Regions from separate parts of the Cyprinus carpio genome. Here region 2 is linked to region 1. Evidence: chromatin contacts called from public Hi-C data. All regions are on one chromosome and are shown on one strand. Each heading gives the region's core, a stretch centred on a gene start, on an enhancer-like site or on the middle of the called end of the contact. The rest is flanking DNA. Distances are from core to core; before and after follow the strand shown. Region 1 holds the start of LOC109095338 (very-long-chain (3R)-3-hydroxyacyl-CoA dehydratase-like). Region 2 overlaps LOC109078398 (E3 ubiquitin-protein ligase arih1-like).

What was found. Hi-C and Micro-C count contacts between places; a contact is called where the count stands out from the background.
Region 2: a Hi-C map of liver shows a contact between it and region 1, with 2.5 times the contacts expected there. The contact joins the enhancer-like site here to the promoter of LOC109095338 in region 1. A contact is called at or near these places in 2 of 8 Hi-C or Micro-C datasets (liver and skeletal muscle).

What each region holds. Positions count from the first base shown.
Region 1 is chrA18:20,063,375-20,068,523 of ASM1834038v1, reverse strand. LOC109095338 (very-long-chain (3R)-3-hydroxyacyl-CoA dehydratase-like) reads left to right here and starts at 2,444. Exons shown (of 11, transcript XM_042775330.1): 1 at 2,444-2,668; 2 at 3,732-3,774; 3 at 3,854-3,897; 4 at 4,102-4,266; 5 at 4,370-4,418; 6 at 4,525-4,635. The coding sequence starts at 2,588.
Region 2 is chrA18:20,097,819-20,102,967 of ASM1834038v1, reverse strand. It overlaps LOC109078398 (E3 ubiquitin-protein ligase arih1-like), which reads left to right. Exons shown (of 14, transcript XM_019093679.2): 11 at 1,500-1,557; 12 at 1,643-1,903; 13 at 1,994-2,106; 14 at 2,572-4,998. The coding sequence ends at 2,656. Among protein-coding and RNA genes, the nearest start is that of LOC109078398, 13 kb to the left of the region's middle. Within about 2 kb of position 3,162, at least 1 of the 8 cell types and tissues checked has an H3K27ac peak or open chromatin away from gene starts, as enhancers often do. A contact at or near this core is called in liver, where this site is marked.

The DNA.
Region 1 (5,149 bases), core at 1,195-3,694:
GTTAAGGTTGCAAACCTGTATTTTTTCATAAGTGTTTCCATTTTCTTTTGTTTTAATTACTATTCTGGAGAAAGTGAGCATGTGTTTTTGTTGTTAACAGGCATGGTTTATTTGTGAAGTGTCCTGAGACAAGTGAGGGAGCGAGTGGACAGGGAGGACATCAAACTCAAACATATACATTCTTCATTAGCCAAGAGAAAACCGTGGGAAAAAGTACATTACAGTTTTTCCAATACATTTTTTTAATGTCATATTGGCAATGAAACAAACCTAATTTCTGTAGTTTATTTTTGTGATGCAAGTTAAAAATGAAATGCATAAATTGTATACATTATTCAATTTTTGTGTGTAATTTATTCGTAAATAAGCCCTGAGTACTTTCTGTACATTTGTATTTTTGTTTTGCATATTCACACGTGTAAATAAAATAAAAGTGCTTATGTACATTGTTAATTTTTTTTAATGTAGCTTTTTTTTTTTTTTTTCACAAAACATTCTTTTATATGTTTATTTGTTTTCCTGTAAATACTTTTTTACACATTAAAATCAATTGTTCTATACATAATAGAAAGTACTTTTTACAACCAATTACAACATAGCTTAGGTTTAACATCAGAAAACAACATCAGTTTGAGCCCGGCCCAGCCTCCATGTGTTCTGGGGTCTTCAGGAGGTGAATCTCTTGGTGAATGGCCAGCACCTCCTCAGAGACTCTGAGGGACAGTGCGGTGACAGTGGAACGAGGCACATGTCAAACACTCTGGAGACCATCTGTATGATGTACCGCTGGCAGACAGAAGAGAAACATCAGAGTCTGGATCGTGGCACACCATCACTGTTGCCGTTCACTTCCCAGTAGATCCAGCAGCACAGTCAGGGTCTCCCTGCACAGAACAAACCACTAAACACCTGTCCAGCACTGACACATTCAGCTTTATCCTGCACAGGGGTCTGGTCTGATTTAGGGAAAGAAGGAAAAGAGAAATTGTTTAGAGCTATGACAATGTAATTAGTGCAAGAAATATTGACATACTTTAGTAAACTACTTTTAGTAACTACTAATACCATATTGGGGAAAAAACCACTACTCATATTTAAAACCTTTTAAACCCAAAATATAAATTACAAACCTGGAGCAACTTAAGGGTGAGTAAATGATTACCCAATTTTCATTTTTGGCTGAACTATCCTTTAAGTAAAAATATTATCTTGCATACTCTAATATACTTAAGGTATTGAGAGTAAAAGTAAATGATACTGCTGCACTTCTGTGTATGTTGCAGTTTACTTCTAAATATGTTCAAGGTTATTAAATTTAAAGTTGCTTGACATTAAGCTGTACTATGCTCTATTTTTTTAAATACAGTTTTATGGTTAACTGCCTAAAAAAATACGGGTTGCAAACCTGTCTACATATGGTCAAGACAATAAACTACATAAAATTGCACCTTTGTAAGATATCAGTCAGCATTTGAACTGCTATGTGTGTATTTTGTAGTTTTTTCGTATGTATCATTACATATTCAAGCAAGCTCCAAGACGGTACCTGCATTTAAAAGTTGTAATCCGACGAAGATCGCAGCAAACCAGTGTAGTTTACCTGGCCTCGGTCTTGGCTAAGCCTGAGGTTCACCACCATCTCCTCCATTATGAATAAATCATAAAAACAAAAACGAGCAGTTCTGGCTCCACCTATCCTGGCAGGACTGTCCTCTCGTCAGCGCACTTCTCGCACCGTTGCTATGCGACAGAGCGCTAATCGGAAACACCTGGTGACGGAATTAGGAAATCCTGTGAAGGCGGAGCATCTCACGCACTTCGGAGGACCCTTCGTGCACTTCGGAGGTCTGGCCTTCGAAGTGTGCACACTCAACTTTGGGACACAGCTAATGAGCTTCAAAACCGCTATTGAGGAGTCTATGGATCACAACAAGTACACTAATCCCATATTTTTAAACAAACCATAGTTCCTACATATAAGACGATGTACGCCTTTATTTATCAAAATGAAATATAATTTGAACTCCGTTTAAAAAAGTAATTCCCAGTGACAAATTATACAACCCAAAATCCTGAGGGCAGCTTCATCCTTATAATAAGAATTTTATATTACACATTGCAGATTGTATTTTTATTTTTTATTTTGCATAATTTATATATTATCGTCGTTTTTTCAGTCGGTTATGTCATCCGCAGTGCTTCATGGGTAGCGTAGTTCATTGGCTCATAAAGACGTTAACGTTACGTCCTTTGTCTTTTAGTCCGATTTCCGTTTCTTTAAATCAATGTTTAAATGTTGTGTTTTGTCTCAGGCCCGAGTGTAATAAAACAATAAAAAAAAAATCCACTCACTATTCAATCGATTGATTTATCTATAAAAAAAATGAAATAGACAACGTTACTTCCGGAGCGTGAAAAAGTGGGCGGCGAGTGTCGCGTTCACGAGAAGTGTACGCATGCGCTTTCGAAGAAATACTCTGAGCAAATGACAGAATCCCTGAAAACGTCTTCCGGCTGCATGTTACGAGTTATACGTCGCCTGTCATTCATTTTTAAATCTTAGCATTATTTAATGTGAATATTTGTAATGCAGACTCTCACACCTCACGTGTACTGGGCGCAGCGGCATGGGGAGATATATCTGCGAGTGGAGATCACCGATGCACAGGTAAGAAAAACTTGCTTTGGGGCAATTATTTCATAATAGTCATTTTCTAATTATGGTTTCTTTTGTCATTTACTGCATTTAATATATGTGCAACTCCAGACTGTAGGTTACTCTACTATAAAACTAAATCGTGTAAGGTTAATATTCTGTTGAATAACAACAGCCTCTGTAGGTCTGTTGACAGAGCTTGCATCAAGCCTGGATCACAGAAAATAAAATTGAAGACTACTGAAAGGGAGGTCAGGACTTGATCCTGCTGGACCCATTAACCATCTGATCCAGTTACAATGGCAGGGCATGTTTTATTTACAATCCAGTTTCTGACATAGGAGGAGCATCTGCACCCTTTCCCCTCATTGCTTTCTCTGGGCAGGTTAAATGTGTTTGACCAGTCCTCTAAATAAGGTGAAGAGAAAGAATATCCTTCTGCCGCTGAGAGCTCTGAAACAAAGGTGGTATTGCTGTGTTATATTAATAGGATTACTATGACGTCCCTATATGCAAATAAATGATAAAACAGCTTAGAAAGCTGTTACATTGTTTTCCATAGTATCTCTCCAATAAGTCAGAACCGCTAAAGAAAAATAAAACTTTTGGCATACATGGGTCAAAACATAATGACATCAGTTTTGACAACACTTTTTAATTACCAAACCTGTCAACACAAGCCCCAAAAACCAGTGGTTCTCAACCTTTTTTTTTTTTTTTACTCTAAGACGCACCATTGTCCACAACAGTATTCATAGGCACAGTGAATTATAATATCAGTCTGCTGGTCATTTGTACATTAATAAATGTAATTGTTCATTTCTAAATATTGAAAACACTTTAAAACGATTTTTAAAACATGAAATATCAATGGTCAGAAAGCCTGACTCAGTGAATGTGTTGTTTTATTATGCAATCCATTCATTACTGATGCTTCATTATTTTATAACAGCATATAATAATATCTGTTTGATGCATGGTGCATTTAAAGGCATTGTACTGATATAACAGGCAGTGGGAGGAGGAGCTTGAAACTTCACATTTCTTTTTTTCTCGTTTTGTCTCTATCGCACAGAATCTCACTATTGGTGTAGAAGAGAACATCCTTCACTTCAAAGGTACACGTCACAACCAACCACCAGCAGGACTCTCTTTCTCTTCAGCTGTGTGACTTTTGTTAATTTTGCTCTTTTCAAGGTCAAGGGCATGGAGCGAAATTACAAAAAAAGGTTAAGCCTGAGGTAACAGCCATCTTCATGTACTCTTTAGTGAAAAATTGCAAAAAAAACATCTGTGTTTGCCTTGCCAAAAACACAATAACAAAAACATAATAACATTAAGTTTGGTGCTTTATATTTGCCTTGTCAAAAACAGAATAACATTAAGTTTGGTGCTTTTTTCTGGTTGATTATGTTGGAGGAACATGAAAATGTTTGTGTCCACAGGTAAAACACAAATCCACCCAGCGGCAGGTGAATATCACGGTAAAGAAGCAGGAGCACGTCTGGTGGGATCGGCTCACTAAGCAAGAGAAGAAGCCTCTGTTTTTAGCACCTGATTTTGACCGTTGGCTGGATGAGTCAGATGCAGAAATGGAGCTCAGAGAGAAGGTAAAGAGGTTTGCTAATAACCAAAAACATGATTTATTTGTTATACTTGAGGAGCTTCCAAGTAGGTCACTGTCTGATGTGTTAAACTGTTTTCTTTACACAGGAAGAGAAAATAAACAAAGTCAGCATTGAGTCAAGGGTTCGTAAGGACCGTGAGTATATATTTAATTTTTTCTAGTATAAAGTAAACACATTGGGTCAGCTTACCAAATAATAACCATGTATTCATTACTCTTTTTTATGTTAATGTGTTTGCAGCTTTTCTTGGCCTGAAAAAAGGTTTTCTCTTTATGTACAATTTGGTCCAGTTCCTCGGTTATTCCTGGATATTTGTCAACATGACTGTACGTCTCTTCATACTTGGGCAAGGTTAGTCTAGTTTTTCAGCTTTATTTTGTAAGCAGCTTAAAGACACACTTCTGCTTTTTAGCTGTTGTCATTGTGAGTGTAAACATCTCATTTGAATTTTTTTTTAGAAGGCCTGCGGTTCTGTTATGCAAATTTTCATATATATATATATATATAGAGATATATATATATATATATATATATATAGTAGAGACAGACAGAGAGAGACAGAGAGAGCATCTGGAGAATTCAGTTCAGAGCTTCTAAATCTCATTTATAAACCTGGGTTAAAACAAAAAAAATTCTGACTGGGAATTTTAAAAGCGAGGTTAGCACCTCTTTTTACCCAGGGGTTAAGAAACCCCACTCAGAAAAATGGTTAACCCCTCATTGCATTGCCAGACTTGTAGAGTGTGAAGCAGTGCGGGGTTAGAACGTTATGACGAGATGCATAACAACAGACACCCCAGTTGCTTGCCTTATATTCGTGTGCTTTGCATACTATTACAGAAAACTGCGAGTTAAACAGGCATTT
Region 2 (5,149 bases), core at 1,913-4,412, 34 kb before region 1:
GGTTTAGAAATGCTACACAAATACTTATAACACAGAAGCACAAATACATTTTTAGGAATTTGGGTTCCTATAAATTTCTTTTTATTTCTGTGGTTGAAGTATTTGTGTAAGCTTTATGAATCAAACACCTAAATAGAACTATCCACCAGTTAAAGGGATACTCCACCCCAAAATGAAAATTTTGTCATTAATCACTTACCCCCATGTCGTTCCAAACCCGTAAAAGCACTGTTCGTCTTTGGAACACAATTTAAGATATTTTGGATGAAAACCTAGAGGCCTGTGACTGTCCCATAGACTGCCAAGTAAATAACAGTGTCAAGGTCCATAAAAAGTATGAAAGTCGTCATCAGAATACTCCATCTGCCATCAGACGTGCAATCTGGGTTATATGAAGCGACGGGAACACTTTTTGTAAGCGTAGAAAACAAAAATAGTGACTTTATTCAACAATTCCTGTCAACTGTCTCCTCTGTCTCTTCCTATCACCGTATGCTGTGTATGCTCTTTTGTGTCATCTGCGTCACAAGGATGCGCTGTTTTCTTTCAAATCAAAGCTAAATACACGTAGAAACAATGCATCCTTGTGGCGTTGCTTGAGGAGACCGTTGACAAAGGAATTGTTGAATAAAGTCGTTATTTTTGTTTTCTTTGCTTACAAAAAGAGTTCCCGTCGCTTCATATAACCCAGATTGCACGTCTGATGGCAGATGGAGTATTCTGATGATGACTTTCATACCTTTCATGGACCTTGACACTGTTATTTACTTGGCAGTCTATGGACAGTCTCAAGCCTCCCGGTTTTCATCCAAAATATCTTAAATTGTGTTCTGAAGACAAACGGAGCTTTTACGGGTTTGGAACGACATGGGGGTAAGTGATTAATGACAAAATTTTCATTTCACATTTACATTTACATTTAATCATTTAGCAGACCAGCGAGAGAACAACAACAGTATACAAGTGCCATGACAAGTCTGAGTAAGTCTAGCACAGACTAGACTTTTTTTTTGTTCAAGAATAGAATAGAAAAGAAAAGGTAAGTGCTAGTATTAGTTGGTCAAGTGCTGGCGAAAAAGATGTGTCTTTAGATGTTCGAATTGAGATTGGGAGGTGGAGTGGTGGTGGGAAGGAGTATCCCTTTAAATGTGACTGTCAATTCCCTGAATTCTCTCTCTGGTAAAACAAAATGCTCCTCTTCTACCTTTTCCCAAGGCACGGTTTTCATATGCACATCTTTGATCAACAGGTCCCACTTAAACTCGAGAGCTCAGAGGCTAGCTTTCTCCTCCTCCTTGTTCCATAGAGTCATCCGTTTATAGATCACTTGCAAACATCACTTTGGAAAACCTAGAATGATTCATTCAGCTGAAGCTGAGTTTAATGTCTCATGATGTGTTTGTAAACAGTTTTTGATTTTTTTTTTTTTACATTTGTTTATTGATGTCTAAAACATTATTGACTAATTGAACTATTTCTTGAATGTGTTTTTACTGAAGGTACAACTGTAATCGTTATAACGAGGATGATGCCAAGGCAGCCCGGGATGCTCAAGAGGTAAATAATGTCAGTCCATTCGTGTTGAACATGCGAAATGTAGTCTTATTTTTAAACCTTTCATATGTTTGTACGTGTTGTTCAGCGCTCCAGAGCAGCCCTGCAGAGGTACCTGTTCTACTGCAACCGCTACATGAACCACATGCAGAGCCTGCGCTTCGAGCACAAGCTGTACGCCCAGGTCAAACAGAAGATGGAGGAGATGCAGCAGCACAACATGTCGTGGATCGAGGTGCAGTTCCTGAAGAAGGCTGTGGACGTGCTGTGCCAGTGCCGCTCCACACTCATGTTCACCTACGTCTTTGCATTCTACCTCAAGAAGAACAACCAGTCTATCATCTTCGAGGTAAACCAGGGATGCTCAGTTTTGAATAGGTTGTTGTAAAAACACGAATAATGTCATTTTAAATGTTTTGTGGTTTGTGTTTGCACTCAGAATAACCAGGCAGATCTGGAGAATGCTACAGAGGTTCTATCGGGATACCTGGAACGAGACATCTCCCAAGATTCTCTGCAGGACATTAAGCAGAAAGTACAAGATAAATACAGGCAAGTGTACAAATTTACTTTAAAGGGATAATTCACCCAAAAATAAAAATGGTCATCATTTACTCAACCTCAACGTCATTCCAAACCTGTAGGACTTTCTTTAAAAGAGATATTTTGAAGAATGTTAGTAACCAAACAGTTTCTATTCCCTTTGACTTTCATTGTATGGGGGAAAAAAAAGTCTCAACTAAAGATTTTAAAATAAAGCTTATTATTAAATGCTTTACTTAAGTTAACTTGGACAGCCCTGAAAAATTAACTTTGAAAAAAAATAAAACAATCTCTTACATTTTCCACAGACCTTCTAGCACCCTTCCTGGCAAGTTTGAAAAACTCTTGACATAAAACAACTTTTATTTCATTCAAAGTGTGCATTTCCATGCATTCAAGCATGACCACATGTCCATACTTTACAGGAAAATTGTGCATGCGTCTCTTTGTTTATAACAGTCCTCTTGTGTGCAGATACTGTGAGAGCAGACGGAGAGTGCTGCTGCAACATGTACATGAAGGCTATGACAAAGACCTGTGGGAGTACATCGAGGATTGAGGCTACATCTCCACACCACAGACTCTTGGAGACAAACTCCACCCACTAGAGCGCTGATGCAATGACAAATGAGCAGCACAGACCTCCTCGCTGCCTCCTCCCTGGCAAACCGCCCTGCATTGCATAATTTTTCCAGATTTTTGTTTCAAGAAAAGCATAAGAATAAATTCTATTTAAATGAAAAAGTTAGAACATTAAAAATAAAATGATACATGTTCAACAGTATTGTTAGCAGCGTGGAGCGCAAGACTGAGAAATCCAACAAAAAGGCAAAATATCTTCCTTTTGCTTGCATTGTAAGATCTTGCCCTCAGAAATCTTTTCCCTCCTTATCAGTTTTGTTTGTGGACGTGTTCTGTTTGACTTTTTATTTACTCTTTTTGTGTGTGGAAAATGGACTTTGTTTTCAAAATGGCTTTAATCATTCTGACCATGTCTGGTGAGATCCGTGTTTGGGTTGCTGAATGTTGATTGTAAGGAGGTGACTTTTCAGCTTACAGACGTTAGTGGAATTGTACACAAAAAACACCAAAAAAACAGACAAAATTGGTATTTTTCAATTTGTAAATAATGCATATGCATGGAAGATAAAGAGTAAGAGTGGCATGTGTTTGCATCATTTTTAAAAGATATTTATCTTTACAGATATAAAAAAAAAAAAATGTATATTTGCTGTGTAGATTGAGTGTCTTTCCCTATCTTGGATCGCCCCTCTAAAGAGGTTTGGACTTGACGTAAATCGGGAGTCCGTGTCTCTCCCTCCCCTCCTCCCCTTTGCTCCACTGGGACTGAGCAGGGCTACATTCTGCCAAATTGAGCAGATCGTGCCAAGGTGGCGCTTTTCTGCCTACTAGGAGTCTTGTGAGAGCTTCTGGCTTTACAGTTGGAGGAAAATTTGCTGCTTTTTCCAACAGTTCAAACTTTTAAAACAGAACAGTGGTTTCCTCTGCTCTGCCTCCTTTGCTGTTATTCCCCCCCACTCCTCCTAGATAGATTTAGTATGGTAATATGATTTTAAGAGTTATATGAATAATTTCTGAGAGCCAAACTGAGTGACATTCACTCATATAACCTTTTATATTTTTTCTTTTTGTCTCTCTGAAGTTCATTCTTCGATCCCGACCCCGGCTCGAGGTTCTTTCTCTGCCTGGCCAACATGATGGGCCTGCTGAGCTGCTTTCTTGACTTCTGTAGTCAAGTGTTCTGACTGAGCCATTGACAAACAGGGTTAGGCCTTTTCCACATGATCGATTCTTTTGCACACCGCAAAACTAGTTGGAAGCCAATGTTATCTCTGCTGTGAGGTTCCACACTGCTTTAATTCTTTTCGTGTCAAATAATCACGTTTGCACCCGCAATGGTTTCCAAAGGGCCGTTTGAGTCATGATATAGTTTGCAGGGAATATGTGATGTAACCTTCGTACTGTGATGTTGCATTGGTGTACACTTTGTTCATGCAAAATTGTACAAATTGTTTGTGGACGCACCATGACCATCAGTGAAGCACTGACACCCTGTCTTCAGGGGAACAGAGGTGGGGTTCTGGGATAGACACAGGTGGGACAGTGTCATTGCAGATCAAGTTGGCATATTCAGACAACACCAAAGTGTCAATCTCAAACTGGTGATTCCCCCCCCCCCCCCACTTTCTGCTGGACGTGCGACTGATATATTAGTTTTTCTTTCTTTCTTCCTTTTCTTCTTTTGTACTTCAAATGTGCTCCGTGAAAATAAATGTCCTACAATGCATTTTTCATTCAAAGTAATAGCATTGTCTTGCGTTGTTGCCTGTTAATCCTTTTGCTTTGTGTGCTGGGAATGATTGCAATTTTTTTTTATATAAGTCTTTGTAATATGCCGTGGATGAGTGCTGAGATGGTCTTCCAGGTATAAACATACATACATTTCATGCAAGCATATTTCAGAACAAGAAATGGGAAAATCTGGGAAGTTTGGCTGTTTACTTGTAGGTCCCTGTAGTTTCTATTACAATGGGACACATGGTGTGATCTACAAAATATGGAATGGTTATACTGCCCCTGTATGCCACTTAGTGTGTGTTTAACTGTCCCCTTCCGGCCACTGCTTCTCAGTCACGCCTATTTGATCATGTCTGGTAGTTCATGAGCATCCAAATTTAACATTCACGGTAACAAAAAGCAGCTACTCTCATTTTGTTGAGACATCCAAAAACTTTTAATACTTTTCTACATTTATCCTTTCTTTATGCGATTCAATTTTTTTGATTTCTTATATACATAGTGTACAAATGTGTAAGAAATTAGTTGTTCATTTTGAAGAAAACAAATATTAAAGTGCAACATGTTGCAAACATTGCTTTAGTTTGTGTGCTTTTGTGTTTATTTCAAGCCAGTGTGTTTGACGCATCTAGGGTTTTGTTGGGTGGGACTGTTTGTTAGTAACACTAGATGATGTTTATGCTTTATATAAAACAGGATCTCATCCAAAGGATTAATGCAGTCCACAAATAAA